Regions from separate parts of the Callithrix jacchus genome. Here region 2 is linked to region 1. A link is a contact called in public Hi-C data. All regions are on one chromosome and are shown on one strand. The core of a region is the stretch at or near the end of the contact, and the rest is flanking DNA. Distances in the headings are between cores, read along the strand shown.

Region 1 (4,023 bases), core at 756-3,255:
AGTGATGCAATTCTAGCCATATGAAGTCAAAATTTGACCACACTAAATTCTGCCATGTATTTCATACATAAAAATATATGCACATCTGAAATATAAAGCCAGAACTTTCCAACAAAGTCCAAGAAATTTAAATCTCCTAGTCTGTAGTAGCCAAACCCAGTAAGAGAGACAAACTTAGGTTCAACAATATCTCCGAATCCAATATTAGAAGGCTGTTTTTAAATTTTCTGGTCTTAAGATCGCTTCACATGTTAGAATTATTTAAGAGCCTAAAAAGTTTTGCTTATGAGGGTTATTTCTACTGATGTCTACTGTATTAAAAATTAAAACTAGGAAACTGTTTAAAAGTATTTATTTTTAATTTACTTACTGCTAAATCCACTACATGTCAATATAAATAACTTTAAATGATTATTAAAAAAAAAATTAAGTAGCACTGTTCATGTCTGGCTTAACAGAAAATAGATAAAATCTCACAGCTGCCTCTGCATTTAATTTGCTGCAATAAGTTATTGTGGTTCAAGTATATGAAGAAAATCTATACTCATGGTAGCAAATTTTTAGGTACTTGTGGATAATCTTTGATATTACATCAAAGATTGACAAATGATAGCTCTTACAAGTTAGCTATAATGTAAATTATGAAGCTGTATCAATAAGCTTTTACTACTTTTTTCACATTAAAATCCATTGGTCTAACTGCACTTTGAATGGATCTTTTTACCCATGTGTGATTTTACAATATCATGCATCAGTCATTTGGAAAATGCTGGTTCCCTGGTTAGGCAGGTTTTCAATTACTGACAGATTTCATGATATACAATATCAAAAGTCACATTTATTAATATTCTACCAATGCCACCAGAAAAGTCTTTATGTATGGTAAAGCTTACTCTTTATAAAGACGTAATAAAGGCCAAGACTCTAAATCAAGGTAATCCTGATTAAGGATTTTTCTTATATAGATAAGAAAACATTTGCAGAGAGTCTCTTTTCCTCTAAATAATTTTCATTACGGTTTTCCTACATGTTGCCTGAAATATCAAGCTCAAGGTGGCTACCTAAATTATAATTTTTGCTTGGAAGGTCAAATTTTCACCATCTGTAACAAATATTGAGAGTTGCTTTCCTTGAAGTGATGAATTTACTTTGTTCCTTTTCAAGAAATATTTTCAATAAAAGGTTTGCCAAAGAGTCTAATCTGAATAAGCATAATGTTAGTTGTTTTTCAAGTAAAAAGGTATTCTATTTTTTTTAAAAAAAAAAGACTAGTCCAGTTAGCAACTCAATCACATAAGCATTTTTCCTGTGCAGTATATACTCATTTTATCATACAGATACCCCATGGTCAAGTGTAATATAAGTAACTAACACTTAAAAACAGTCTTAAGGGAAATAGGCTTTTCTCTCCTTAACTATGATCAGGGCAGTGAAAACCACAGACTACTAGTCTGGTGCCACTAACTTGATTCATAATACATAGTAGATACCATTACTTTTGTACTATTAGTCCAAATGTCAAAGTAAAAAAGGCATATAACATTTTATTATTATTATTTATTATTATTATTATTGAGAACAGTTTTGACCTTAGGGACTCCCAGGGGTTCATGGACCACACTTTGAAAAGTCTCTTAGACCAGGGTCTCAAACCCCTGGGCCTAGGACCACTAGCCGTTGGGCCTGTTAGAAACTGGGCTGGACAGCAGACAGTGAGCAAGCATGCATTACCATCTGAATCCTGCCTCCTGTCAGAGCAGTGCAGCATTAAATTCTCATAGGACTGTGAATCCTATTTTGAATTGCACATGTGACGGATCTAGGTTGTGTGTTCTTTATGAGACTAACTAATGCCTGATGATCTGTAGTGGAATAGTTTCATCCCCAAACCATCCTACCCCCACCGCCCCCATCCACGGAAAAACTGTCTTCCATGAAACTGGTCCCTGGTGCTAAAAAGGTTGGGGATTGCTGCAGTAATTTTGGCCAAAGAAAGGTTTGGCTCTTGCTCAGCTCCTGGAAGGTAACCACTAAGCCCTTGGAATGTCCTGCTTGATGAAGAGTCATTGTTTACCTGGGGGCCTTTTTCCATGCCAGATAGCCTTAACAATATGATTTTTGGTGGGCTTTAAGTCACGCAGTATCAGCTTGACCTCTGGAGGAGATGGACACTAACATCAGCCACAGGTGTGGTCAACTGTGACCACACAGTTGTGACTGACTTCTCAATAAAAACTCTGGACAGCAAACTTCAGGTGGGTGGCCCTGGTTGGCAATACTCCTTGATTGTTGGCAATACACCATATATTGTTGCTGGGAGAAGCAAGCACTGTCTGCACAACTCCATTGGGAGAGGACACCTGGAAGTTCGTGCCTGAAACTCTTCTGGACCTTTATCCTATGCACTTTTACCCATTGCTGGTTTTAAACTGTATTCCTTTAATGTAATAAATCATACCATGAATTTAACTGCTTTGCTGAGTTCTGTGAGCCCTTTTAAGCAAATTATAAAATCTGAGAGTAAACAATCTCCCCCAAACTAAACAAGGTTGGTCAAGATCAAACTCCTGAGTATATATAATAAAAGCCAATCCCCACCTACATGTTTCTTTACACAAGACATTGTTTGGCTCCAAAGCCTACTGTGCATATGTGCCAGATCCAAACTCCACAAAACTACCGGTCTCTTCTCCAAGCAGCTTGTTTTGGAGCAGGGATTCTCCATCTTTGAAATATTGACATTTCAGACCAAATGATTCTTTGTTATGGAGGAATGTCCTGTCTACTAAAGGATGTTTAGCATCATCCCTGGCCTCTGTCCAATAGGTGCCAATAGTATCCTTCCATCCCTCCCAGTGGTAACAACAAAAAGTATCTACAGACATTGACAAATTCCCCTGAGAAGCAGAATCACCCTCCCCTCAATATTAAAAATCACTGTTTTAGGAAACTCATCTACGAAGTCTGACCTTCCCTTTTCTTTTACAAAACAAGGAGTAAGTTCATTTTTAGCTCTATCTTCCCACCTTTCCTGTTAATTATTTGATGGAAAGCAAGTGCACGTTCTAAGTTCTACCTTCAAAAAAAAACTGGATAACAGTGGTAAACTAAAAAACTCTTCCTTCTGGGGAACTCAGTCAGATTACCAATTTCAAGAGAACGATCTTCTTAAAAGGATAATATATATCTTCTGTATCTCATGCACACCACAGAGGGAAGATAGACTACTATTCTTCAACCTTGGGAGTATACATCAAAATAACCTTAAGTAGTTTTTAAAAACATGGATGCCAGGTCCTATATAGACACAATCAGAATTCATTATCCAGCAACTGAGTGTTCACTATATGCCAAAGCATTGTTACAGGTGCTGGAGATAACAGCAGTAAATAAGACATCTTATTTTCCCTTGAAGAACTCACGTTCCAGTAGAGGGAGACATTTCATAAACATACAGACAAATAAGATCACTTCAGATAGTGCTACAGGGAAATACAGAATACTAGAACCAATTTCTCTGCATTCTCAGCAGTATTAGCAGAAATATATTCAAAGTTAAATGTGGTGAGTGAAAATATCATTTTGCATTTTAGTATTTAGAAAGCCCATGACATAATTATATGCCTAAATTTAAAATTCCTTATGTGTAGGAGTGCTGAGCAAAAGTGTCTCTCCCTAGTCTTTGGGAATCTTTAAGCTCAAGATTAGGTAAATTTCCTCACAGTTTCAATTCTAATCTCCATCAGTTCAATGAAAACACTATGCTTAAGTTTTAAAATGTATTTAGGGGAAACAGTGTAGACTTCTTACATGCACTTACTTTATAGTGATGAAGTGTGCTTTTAGTGTAGCAAATACCTAAACAGTGAACACTGTATCCAACAGGTGATTTTTCAGCCCCTGCCCACCTCCCACCTTATGCAGATTCCAATATCTATTATTCCACTCCGTATGTCCACATATACCCTTTCTTAGCTCCCACTTAGAAGAATATATAGTATTTTACTTTATTTCCGAGTTATT
Region 2 (4,023 bases), core at 571-3,070, 370 kb after region 1:
TTTCGTGTGTGACAAATTTCACTGGCTGTGCTTTAGGGGGTTTGTCAAATAGTTTGCCAAATAGAGTTAAGTTTCTGGATGATGTGTTCACGATGAACAAACCGGATTATAATGCCCTTTCAAGAGTGAGTTCTAGTTCTTAGGATTACTTTGTGAATTTATAAACAGTAAATATTTATTAAATATCTGTTATTTACCAAGGTCACATCTCTAGGGCCTTGTCCAATTTGTTTTCTGAACTAATGGCTTGGATGACTTGATGAGTCACTTATGAATCAGAAAATTGCAAAATATCATCTTCACTGAACTTTATGTCAGCACAGACTCCAACAGAGTTGAATATGTACTCCCTGGTTTCTGGGAAGGCAGAGGTATTTCAAAAACAATTCCAGGAAGGCAATCAAATGCTCCTTTCGATGTGTTTGCCAAGTGGGACAGAAAATAGATCTATATTTGTAAATAACAGTCGTTTCCCAACATTCCCATGGGGATATGCCCAGCATATAGTGATCCTTAAAATATATATTTGTGAAGTAATAATCCACCTATGTTCTGATAATTTCCAAGTGTTTCTCCAGCCTTGACTCCACCCATGAACCTCAGATTCACACTCGCAAGCACCTTCAATCTACACTGGAGCCCAAGTGATCTACCTAAAGCACTCCCCTTCCATAATGTCTTCTACACTCCCCGCCACCTTCAGAACAATGCCCCGCCTCCCCAGCACAGCCTGACTACAAGTTTCTCCCTGACCCTGCCTCCACCCTCTGGACTCACCTGCCACTATTTGCCCTATCTCTGAACAGTGTTTTTGTAGTTCCCAATACAACACTATGCTTTTCCTGGTCTCCGCTCTTACCATGCTGTTCCCTCTGCACAGAATGCCCGTCCTGCCTTTTACCAGCTTCTTCTTACCTATCATGGAAGACTGGGTTTATGCATCATGTCTCTGGAGCCTTAAACCCCTAGGCTGAGTTAATTACTCCGCTTCTGGAGCACTGCATATGGAGCCCTGTCTTAACATGGACCACTTTGTGTTAAAATTATCAAAAAGGTGTTTCCTCCACTAGACTTGAAACAAATTTTGCTTTTATTTTTGCCCAAAGTCCCTAGCATAGTATGTGACTCTTGATAGGTATGTAATACATGCTTGTTGAACTTCAGCTAAAGTGACTGCAACGTCTTTTATGCCTAGACAGAAGCAGAATGAAAGTGGAAAAGAAAAATTACAGAGCTAAAATTCAGACACTTAAGAGGTTTTATTTGAGGTCAAATTTAAGAGGACTTTGTCCTGATCACTTTTTGGCTGGCTTTAGACTCTCCACATATGGCTGTAACAACTGCAGACCTCACATCCTCCCCCGACACTGCTCCAGTTTTCTTTTGCTGCATGACAAACTACCCCTAAACTTAGTGGCTTAACACAGCAACTATTATGGCTCGTGATCTTATGGCTCAGGAGTTTGGGCATGGCTCAACTAGGCAAGTCTTTTGCTTCCTGGGGCTCTAACTGGTGTCACTTGGTGGTGTTAGCTCATGGCTGTTCTTTTCTGGAGGGTACAAAAGAGCTTCTCACATGGCAGGGGCAGCTGGTGGGCTGGACTCACCTGGGCTGTTCCCTCTCCATATAATCTCAAGATCATCTCCATCATCTCTGCGGCAGCTATCTTACACAGTGGTTGAGCATCTCCAGAGACCAAGAGGGAGTCTGCCAATTTTCTTAAAGGCCAGACCTGGGACTGACATAGCATCTCCTCCAGCATCCTCCTTTGCTCAAAGCAATCGCAAGCTAGCCCAGACTCAAGGGGGAGGGAAAGCAGACCCCACCTATCCAAGGGACGAGTAGCAAAAATGTGCAGCTATCCTTCAGCTGCCATGCCCGCAGGCCCAGTGGCTAAGACTGAGTCTATGTCCCAGAATCTCCCGCAAAGCTCTTCTGCTTGCTGTGACTGAACTCACTTGCAGAATGTGCCCCTGAACTAATCTCTGTGACCAGGAGCTTGGGAAATCTTGATTAGAGCTAGAGGTGGAAACAATTCTGGCCAATATTATGGTTAAGAAACTCTGTAGGGGCTGAGTGTGGTGACACATGCCTGTAATCTCAGCATGTTGGGAGGCTGAGACAAGCAGATCTCTTGAGCTCAGGAATTCAAGACCAGCCTGGGCAACATGGCAAAAACCAGTCTCTACAAAAAATAAAAATAAAATAGCTAGGCATCATAGCACATGCCTGTAGTCCCAGCTACTCAGGAGGCTAAGGCAAGATCACTTGAGGCTGGGAGGTCCTGGCTGCAGTGAGCCATGATTGTGCCACTGCACTCCAGCTTGGGTGACAGAGAGAGACCTTGTCTTAAAAAAAAGAAAGAAAGGAAGAAAATTCTGTAAGAAGAGGTGGTGGCAGGGGTTGCTGGGGTGGTATCTTAGTTTCAGGTAACATAAGTGCAGCCTGAACAAGGCCTTGGATGCAGGTGATTTATTTGGGAGTTGATCCCAGGAAGCAGGGATCTCCCAGGAAGTGAGAGGGAAGAGTAAGATAGGGAAGGAAGAAAAGCCAATGTAAGGGTGCTGTGAGCAATGGGGTTTGATTCTTTCTGCTCTGAGATGCCCACAGAACATGTTCCGGAAGTATCCACCTCAAGAACAGCAGACTGAGACATTTTCCCACCAGCTCTCATCCCCTATTGGGTGACGGCCACACCCACCCGGGGCCATTAACTCCCTGCAATACACTTTGCAGATTGCACATACAGGAGCAGAGCAGGCTCCCAAGGCTTTAGAAAAGACCCCAATGCCGAAATGTGGAGAGGGTGGGGCTTGCCCTGGATGTTGTGCAAGATGAATCTGAGCCCCCATGGAAGTTCCACCAGAGCAGACGCTGATATCCAAGGAGGCCCCAGGATGGTACACTGGGCACCAACACATCTGCAATAACAGCAAATCAACAAAGGTTCCCTCAGGTCAGAACCCAGTTCGCCTTCCAAATGGCTCGCAGGGATCACTTCCGCAGCTGATGCGGGGGACGCCCAGGTACTTCCTTCCCGTGCTGAGGATTAGCACGGGGCAGCTTCCCTTGGGACTATGCCTGCCTGCCAGCACCACCGGAAACATATCTCTGGGTGATCAAAGTTAGGTTGTTTTTTTTGTTTTTTTGAGACGGAGTCTTGCTCTGTTGCCCAGGCGCGATGTCGCTCACCTCAACCTCCGCCTCCCGATTCAAGCATTCTCCTGCCTCAGCCTCCTGAGTAGCTGGAACTACAGGTGTGCGCCACCATGCCCAGCTGATTTTTGTATTTTTAGTAGGGACGGGGTTTCACCGTGTTGGTCAGGCTGGACTCAAACGCCTGACCTCGTGATCCACCTCCTCGGCCTCCCAAAGTGCTGGGATTACAGGCGTGAACCACTGCGCCTGGCCAAATTTAGGTTTATTGGCAGTTGTCACAGCAAGAAAACCATCCACATGGGGAACCACGGGTGTCTCAGTAGAAGGGTGTCGAGAGGAGCTTCTCAGGAGATCAGTGCTTGGGTCAGGTGATTTGGGGAATAGTTGGGAAGCATGGTCTGGCTTGGGCTTGGGGCTGTCAGAAAGTGGGGTAATTGTATAATTGGGCAACCTAATAATTTTTATCTAGGAGGTTGTGGGGAGCAGAGCAGGGCTGGAGCTGTACTTGATGAACACCCCTCATATTTGCCAGGTGGAGCTGTTTGGTCATTTTCCTAGCTTGCTGGGCGTTCTTGTTTCAGTGTGGTCGTCTCACTCCACTGCAGCCACAGAGTGGGCTGTCTGACGTTGGTGTTCTGTGAAATTGTGTATGTTTTTTTTTTTTTTGAAATTGTGTATGTTAAGCAAGGAGGGGACTCCAGCCAGAGCTGGTGGCTGGTGACTTTTTTTCTCAGGTTTCATATGACACAGGCTCTGCACCCTCAGAAGAGTGGCAGGCACCCATGTTAACACAGCTGCGTGGCTCAAAGCAACAATCAAGACGGAACAGGCACCGATCAATCAGACTGTTCTCCTTAGAAGCT

Evidence for each region. A called contact is a pair of places that touch in the nucleus more often than the background predicts.
Region 2: a Hi-C map of skeletal muscle shows a contact between it and region 1, with 10 times the contacts expected there. The contact joins two enhancer-like sites. A contact is called at or near these places in 2 of 3 Hi-C or Micro-C datasets (both in skeletal muscle).

The regions. Positions count from the first base shown.
Region 1 is chr17:54,638,711-54,642,733 of calJac240_pri, forward strand. The region is part of intron 1 of ANKRD28 (ankyrin repeat domain 28); the gene reads right to left. Among named protein-coding and RNA genes, the nearest start is that of ANKRD28, 31 kb to the right of the region's middle. Within about 2 kb of position 2,006, at least 1 of the 16 cell types and tissues checked has an H3K27ac peak or open chromatin away from gene starts, as enhancers often do. A contact at or near this core is called in skeletal muscle, where this site is marked.
Region 2 is chr17:55,007,576-55,011,598 of calJac240_pri, forward strand. The region is part of intron 1 of LOC128929987 (a long non-coding RNA gene); the gene reads right to left. Among named protein-coding and RNA genes, the nearest start is that of DPH3, 28 kb to the right of the region's middle. Within about 2 kb of position 1,821, at least 2 of the 16 cell types and tissues checked have an H3K27ac peak or open chromatin away from gene starts, as enhancers often do. A contact at or near this core is called in skeletal muscle, where this site is marked.